Linked DNA regions of Mus musculus: region 2 is linked to region 1. The links are chromatin contacts, called in public targeted proximity ligation maps. All regions are on one chromosome and are shown on one strand. The core of a region is the stretch at or near the end of the contact, and the rest is flanking DNA. Distances in the headings are between cores, read along the strand shown. Region 1 overlaps Ric1 (RAB6A GEF complex partner 1). Region 2 holds the start of Ermp1 (endoplasmic reticulum metallopeptidase 1).

Region 1 (3,908 bases), core at 1,405-3,904:
ACTTTTGTGTAGTCGTTTTATTACCCTTTACCAAGGGGGGCGGGGAGGAGGGAGTACACATACAGAAGCAGCAGCAACTTTAATTACAAGCAAAGGTTGTTTTTATCTCCAAATGATCTCTTTTGGTATCAGCAAGAAATTTAACCATATATATTAACTTTCAAATAGTTATGGCGAACATTTAAGTTCATTCAAGATATGGCTTACACAGGTGATATGTTTCAAACCAAACAATGCAGCAAAATACAAGTTTTAAAAAAATATACAACAACCAAAGAATAGTTTTTATTAAACTTGCCAAATGTCTTGCCTTGGTGTTTCCTAGTTCTACTAGTTACACACTATATATTTTTATCCGTGAGTCGTTCCCAGCTCAAACCACAGGAGTAACATCAGCTACCTCAGACCCGGCTTTAGATTGTGAGGTGTAGTCAGATGACTGGGTATGGCCGCACATGGCACATGCTGTAAACTCCACCTACTGGGACAGCTGAGGAAGGGTTACAAATAGCTGTTCAGCTTAGGCAAGGCTATGCCTCAAAAAAAAAAAAAAAAAAAAAAAAAAAAAGGACAGGGGTGGGGTGGGGTGGGGTGGGGTGGGGGTTGTGGGCTCTAACTTACTCGTGGGACACCTGCTTAGCTGAGCGGCCCCCTGCTCATCCTTAATACTGCACCTACCACAGAGTCAGATGAGCTCAGTGGCACTCAGGTGAGACATCGGAAAGACCACTGCTGCTTACTATGCTACACTGTTTTAATAACTAAATACTTACATTAGAAACTGACTACATACAAAAGAATTGCTGGCTTTTTTTTCCCTAATGGAATGGGACAGAAGAAATTTCAGCTTGCTTTATTTATTTATTCATTTATTTTGCAACACTGCATCTACGTATATAGGAAACCTTATTCTCTATTTTAAAATTCAGAACAAGGTGGTGGTTTGATACAACTTAAATAAAAATAGCACCAGAAGGACCAGGTACCAATAACATATTTCACCCATCCAGTAATTTTATTATGTAAAATTATTGCACTTCTAATGTAGAAAGTAAATAACAGTAATTACTAAATTCAATAATTTTAACTAGTTGGTGAAATTTGAAATAATTTCAAAATAATGCTGAGGTTTCCTCTAAAAGATACTGCCTAAGAGGACCTCGTCTATCTCTCTAGTTTAAAAGGCAGGGATAGAGGGCTGAACTCCACTTCTAAGCTATATCTGCATTAGAAGAGAGGCTGTTTTACATGGTGGTACGAATTTGGTCCACATCAAATACATTGTTGTTATAAAAATAAACAAGATTTTATAAAAAATAACATTGCATTCCTTGTTCAAATTGCACAGTACAAATAAGCTATCTAAAGTAATACTGTTATTAATAATTAGAATTACATGTGATAGGTATGTGTTTAGTCTGAAGCAACTGAATATGTAGTTCTGCTTTCATAATGTATGAAAAACTAAAATTTAAGTCACATCTAGAAATACATAAAATATTTTTAAACTTTATAATAAAGAATTTACAAACTAATTTTTAGTAGCTGATAATACAGGATCCCACAGTCTATTTACATAAAAGCCCGTTTTTATTCAATTTACAAAAGCAATAAATAAGAAACTACATTAATTTGCACAAAACCTGTTCCGCCTCATGATCAGTGGGATGACCACTACTTTACAGCTGGGCCAACAAACCTGTCTTCCTCTATGACAACTGCTCATTTTGGAAAGAAGAAAAAGTCTTGTCTTTATTCCAAGAGTGAGTATAGTCATGCAGAATCCAGCGTAAAACCTTACACATTATAATACACGCATTAAAAATATGGACAGTGCCTTTGAGTATATTTACATGAATATTCACAAAAAGATACAGTTCTTTGATACAAAATTTAGTGGTGTCAGCATAATTGATAAGAACCCCCTCACCCTCTGCCCACATTGATCTAGTAGGAAATTAAGCTTGCTAAAACAGGCACATTAACTCACAGGTAAATAGCTTCCGTCATTCAGGACTGCTAGTCAACAGAGTACCAAAGCCAAAGGGTCTCTGTCCACTGACCCACACTGTGCAAGAGTAGGATTCAAAGGACCAATCAGAGTCCCGCTGACTCTATACAAGGAAGCAAACAAGTAGCTCAGTTACCTGATGAGCTACAGCACCTTAACACATATTTAAAAGAAAGTTAAAAACAAACAACCCACCCCACAAAAACAAAACCAGTCTAGACACACACTAAACCAGAAAATATATAAGCTGTAAGTAGTGAAAAAGTAAGCTCGCTTGGGGCAAAATAATCCCTCCTGTTAAGAATAATCCCTACAACTACCAATCTGTTGTAAATAAAATCAAAATATTCCATGTGTGCATCTATATACTGTTCACTACTTTCTATTGCAGCTTAAATTTTTCTTATGAAAGATGCTTTGATACCACACTTTTTTTTAAGGAGTCAAAGAGATTTAGAGGAAGAGTTCATTAAATTATAATACTTTACGAAAGAGTTCTGACCCAAGTTCTTTTACCTGTTAAGTCATTCGGCAGGCCACAATGACTCAGTTGCAAGCTGCTGTGACTAATACTGCCCGCTGTGCCGTGCTCACTGCTGTCAGGACACAGAACAGTCATAAGCCCCATCCTGAAGTGGCTCCTCCTCATCCGCCTGTGTTGTGTCCTCTTCTTTCCGGCTGACCACGTTGTTACTCCCAGGCTCACTCTGAGAGATGCTCCCATGGCTGCAAGAGCCTCTGTTCTCCTCTGCCCGGGGACTGGTCTGTTCAGGAGTCTTACCCACTGTTACTGGCTGGAAGGTGTCAGGCTGGACCAGTTCTTCTGTTATCTCACTGAGCTTCTGCAGTTGTGGCTTAATGATGTTTAAAAATGGCTTATATCCAGGGCTGAGTAAAGGGGGAAAAATTAGCTGTCATCTGCTATAATTCAAAAGACTTGATAGAGGGGCTAGCTAAGGAGATGGCTGTTAGTTGATAAAGTGCCTGTTGTGCAGGCACGCGGTCTTGAGTTCGATCCCTAGGACCCACCGACAAAGCTGGTGTGCTGGTGCTGACAAGACACAGATAGGATTTCTGGAGGCATGCTGGACAGCCAGCCAGCCTAGCCCAATCAGTGAGCCCCAGGTCCCAGGGAGAGATCCGTCTTAAACAACAAAGTCAATAGCTCCTGGGAAATGACACCAGAAGCCGACCTTTATCTTTTGCACATGTGCACAAGTACCAATGCAAAGTACCCACAAGCACAACTTGGTTAAGTGCACAATAAGAAACAAGGAACGAAAGACTTTAGACTCTAAGGGATCATTGCAAAGTATCTAACTTAAACTCATTTTGCAATTACAGAAAACCAGATCTAAGGGAAGAAAAGAGCTTCAAATCTATACTTGACTGCTGACAAGGACAGGACCTCACTCCCACCTGCTGCTTCTAACTGGGAGATGCTAGTAGCTGTCATGGAGCCTTGACATTTACATAGACTACATAACCTGTCTTTCTGAATACTTAGCCACAGAACTACCAATCTAAGTTCTAGCCTCATGACCACTTGTATGGCATAAATTTTAAGCCAGCATTATATGTTCACGTTATAAACTAACCAACATTATAAGCTATTCAATGGACAGTACCCATTCAAGAGCCTGAGTACAAATTGGTTAAAGGAAAACTACTTTAAAACATAAGTATGAAAGTATTTTTTAAGTTCCATAAACTTAAAACTGTCCAAATGAGTGAACTTTAAGTTCTTGCTTTTTTGGGACAGGTATCATATGCAGTTCTGGATGACGGGAAGCCTGCTATTTAGATTAGGCTTACCGCAAACCCACAGAGGTCTGCCTGCTTCTGCCTTCCAAGTGCTGGGACTTAAGGGATGTGCTACCTACCTGGCAGTTATAAT
Region 2 (4,120 bases), core at 640-3,139, 44 kb before region 1:
CCACTCACTGTGATAGTGAAGGAAGACTAAGGGTTTTTATTATTTATTTTGAAGATATTTAAACATTTTTATTTGTATTATTGTGTGTTACTTATGGCTTACTTATTGCTGTGATGAAACACCATAGCCAAACTAACTCGGGGAGGAAAGGATTGATTCGGCTTCTGCTTCCACATCACAGTTCTTCATCAAAGGAAGTCAGGACCAGGACTCAAACAGGACAAGAACCTGGAAGCAGGAGCTGGTGCAGAGGTCATGGAAAGGGGTGTGGGGGGAAAGGGGTGTGTGTGGGGGGTGTTGCTTACTGGTTTGCTCTTCAGAACTTGCTCAACCTGCTATCTTATAGAACCCAGAACAACCTGCTCAGGGATGTCCCCACCCACAAAGGGCTGGGCCCTCCCCTATCAATCACTAACCAGGAAGGTGTCCTACAGCTAGATCTTATGTTATCACTTTCTCAATTGAGGTTCCTTCCTTTCAGATAACTCTAGCTTGTGTGTCAAGTTGATAGAAGACTAGCCAGCACAATTGTGTTTATATGATGTGTTTGCAAGTGTGTTTGTATGAATTGTGTGTTTGTATTTGAACACTCGTGTGTGCTTAGGTCAGTAGACACCTTGTGGGAGCTGGTGTTCTCCTTCCACCATGGGCCTAGTAGGGAAATGAAAGGTTGTCAGGCCTTGGGGGAAATCAGGGATGGACACATTTATCTTCTGATCCATCTTGTTAGTTCAAGAATATCTCTTCGGGAGCTAGAGAAAGTACCCAAGGAGCTGAAGGGGTCTGCAACCCTATAGAAGGATCAACAATATGAACTAACCAGTACACCCCAGAACTGTGTCTTTAGTTGCAGATGTAGCAGAGGATGGCCTAGTTGGCCATCATTGGGAGGAGAGGCCGTTGGTCTTGCAAAGATCATATGCCCCAGTACAGGGGAATGTCAGGGCCACGAAGCAGGAGTGAGTGGGTTGTGGAACAGGGCAGGAGGAGGGTATAGGGGACTTTCGGGATAGCATTTGAAATGTAAATGAGGAAAATATCTAATAAAAAATGAAATATCTAATAAAAAAGAATATTTCTTCGGAACCTTTGTTTTTAGAGTGCCCTGTGTGTCCGCGGAACAGAGCAGAAGGCTGTCTTGGGATCCCATTTGTCCTTCATTTGCTGTCTTTATGTTCTTCAATATTAAATAGGAATGAAAATATTTTCTTTTCAAAGTCTGTACTTAGCACACTGCTTGACTCAGCAGCTATTCATTAAATTATAGGTATTGTTATCTGTTAAATGAAAACAGCACTAGCCCTGGTAATTGGGGTTCTGTGTCTCCCTACTTCCTTCCCTGCCTCCTCTAGCTGCTCACCTTTGTAGCCCTGGTTGGCCTGGAACTCTCTACGTAGACCAGGCAGGCCTCTAATTTGTGTAAATCCTGAGTGCTGGGATTACAAATGCTTTTTTTTTTTTTTCCAAAAAAATTTTTTTTAAAAGACAGGATCTTTGTTATGTATTCCACTCTAGGCACAAAATAGGGATCCTCCTGTGGCCATCCTTCCTAGTGCCAGGATTACACCTTTGTCCAGTCCTGGTTGTGAAGTCTTACTTATTGATTTGGTAGGCAGAATCCTCCTTTTCCCAGTATTCATCAGCCCAGCGCAGGATAAATGCCTCGTGTATTCTGTTAAAGCGGCCTTGCACTTCTCTCTTGCTTAGGGCTGCTCATTTCTAGGTTTATGGGTGTTTTTCCCTTTGACAGTCTGCTGGCACCAGGCTGGGTGTCAGCCTGTGCCACCAAAGATCTCAGACTCAGGCACCAGGGAACAGCGAGGCGGACCAGCCAATCAGAAGAAATTTGGCCCTCTGCAGTTTCCGTCCGCTCACTAGGAGGCGCTGCGGAGGCCGCGGTGGCCCGGACTGTCGCAGGCTGGGGCGGTTGGTGGTGGCAGTTGCCGCCATGGAGTGGAGCTCGGAGTCAGCGGCTGTGCGGCGGCACCGCGGCACCGCGGAGCGTCGGGAGGGAGAGGCGGCCGCGTCGCACCGGCAGAGAGAGGCCTCAGCGCAGGAGGATGCGAAGGGCGTCGGGAGGATGTGGGGGAAGACGGAGAACGGCGGCGGGAGCCGGGTTGCGAAGACCGCGCTGTCCGAGGCGCGCACGGCGCTGGCGCTCGCACTCTACCTGCTCGCGCTGCGGGCGCTCGTGCAGCTCTCGCTGCAGCGGCTGGTGCTGAGCCGGACCTCGGGGCTCCAGGGCGAGTTCGACGCGCGCCAAGCCAGGTACGGCCGATCGGCCCGGCCGCGAGTCCTCTGCGGCCCCGGGGTGGGGGAGCGCCTGGTGGGTGAGTCCCGCGCGGGTGAGCCCGGCGCCACTGTGCCCCAGGCGGAGGAGGCCGGCGCTGCTGTATGCAGAGTCCCGGGGTCCTTGGGCGCACCTCGGTGGGAAGTGGGATGATCCTGCGCGTCCTCCGGGGGTCTGAATTGCGGGTACTCCGGGCTTCCTCGGCTCCCTCTTTCGCTTTCTTGGGGTGGCCAGATCGATTGAGTCTGCTTTCTCATCCACTCTCTTCCTCCTGCAGATGATTGGTTGTTCACACGCTTCATCATTCTCCTCTCTTTCTCGAGCAACTTCCACTTTTTACTTTGGTTAGTTCTCTGCATTTAAAATGAGATGGAGAGTGAGGTTTTTGTGCCAGGGCTGCATTACCAAGTCTTTCTGGGATGGTGTGGGAGAGGAGTAATGTAGTGCGTGCTAACCTTTCTAAGCACCACAGCCCTCATATCTGAAAGCTGTGGAAGGAGACTCAGAGTACATCCAGACAGAATTATGCCTGTAATTTCTGAAGGTCGCAGATGGTCTATGGCTCTTCTGTACTACGGATTGTATAGGGTTCAACATTTTTTATTTTATTTTATTTTTTATTTTTTTTAAATATTTATTTATTTATTATATGTAAGTACACTGCAGCTGTCTTCAGACACACCAGTCAGATCTCCTTAAGGATGGTTGTGAGCCACCATGTGGTTGCTGGGACTTGAACTCAGGACCTTCAGAAGAGCAGTCGGGTGCTCTTACCCACTGAGCCATCTCACCAGCCCCATTTTTTATTTTTTTTATTCTATTTATTTACTTGTTTATTTTTCGAGATAAGGTTTCTCTGTGTAGCCCTGGCTGGAACTCCCTCTGTAGACCAGGCTGGCCTCTAACTCACAGAAATCCTTCTGCCTTTATCTCCCAGGTGCTGGGATTAAAGACCTGCGCCTCCACTGCTGGCCAAGGGTTCAATTTTTTTTTAAATGACCTCAGGTGTATTTGAAAATATGAATTCTTTGATTCTGTAACTTGCATCTTAAATCAGATGAGTCCTTAAGCTAGTAGAAAGTTTTCAACTACTATTGTGTTTTAAAAGTTGCTTCTTTAGATGAGTTTTCTTAAGAGCTTTTTGGAAGGCACCCCCAGTCTCTCCTCCGGTCCCACCCATCCCTCATTGGAGTAGGGTTAATTTTGACCTGAACTGAAGTTATTAGGTTTGGTGTGTACAGCAAGAGGCTTGTGTTTATTGTTTATTCTTTTCAGAAGTTAATCATGCCTACTTGATGGCATTGCATGGCTATACAGATGGCTTCAGCCCCTTAGACCCAGTAAGGGACAATCCATAACTATCGGCTGGAGTCAGGCCAGTGAAGCTGTGTTGTCCTGCCTTCAGCACTCGTACATACTGAATAAGCCCTAGTCTTGGTGCTGATTTGGTATGGGTCAATGGAGAAAAGTGTGAAAGCATTAGTTCCTGGAACGCAGTATAAAATGATGAAGCTTCCAGATCATTTTCTTGAGATGTCTCTCTCTCTCTCTTTTTAAAGCACCTTCAGTTCCAGATCTCAAGAGTTAGAGGTGGAAGAGAGGCACAGTGATTTTCTTTTTCTTTCTGAGAAGTCAGAAGATCTGAACTTTCTGCGGTTGGAGGGAGGGAAGCACAGTGGGGAGTTGTTCCAAGCTGAGTTAGGCTTGTGCGTGTATGCCATCACCATCCTTCTGATTGTCTCCAGGGATTATCTGGAACACATAACGGCCATTGGCCCCAGGACTACAGGAAGCACAGAAAATGAAATTCTGACGGTACAGTACCTTTTG

The links.
Region 2: a contact with region 1 is called in a targeted proximity ligation map of pancreatic cancer cells. A contact is called at or near these places in 3 of 39 promoter capture datasets (the HPC-7 cell line and embryonic stem cells), 3 of 484 Hi-C or Micro-C datasets (cortical neurons, embryonic stem cells and nephron progenitors), 8 of 130 datasets of targeted methods (CD8 T cells, the NIH/3T3 cell line, the SCID.adh cell line and 2 more) and 3 of 9 other capture datasets (adipose tissue, liver and pancreatic islet).

The regions. Positions count from the first base shown.
Region 1 is chr19:29,602,852-29,606,759 of GRCm38.p6, reverse strand. Ric1 (RAB6A GEF complex partner 1) reads right to left here. Exons shown (of 26, transcript NM_001081319.1): 26 at 839-2,899. The coding sequence ends at 2,611. Among named protein-coding and RNA genes, the nearest start is that of Ermp1, 44 kb to the left of the region's middle.
Region 2 is chr19:29,646,184-29,650,303 of GRCm38.p6, reverse strand. Ermp1 (endoplasmic reticulum metallopeptidase 1) reads left to right here and starts at 1,889. Exons shown (of 15, transcript NM_001081213.2): 1 at 1,889-2,268; 2 at 4,036-4,120. The coding sequence starts at 1,949.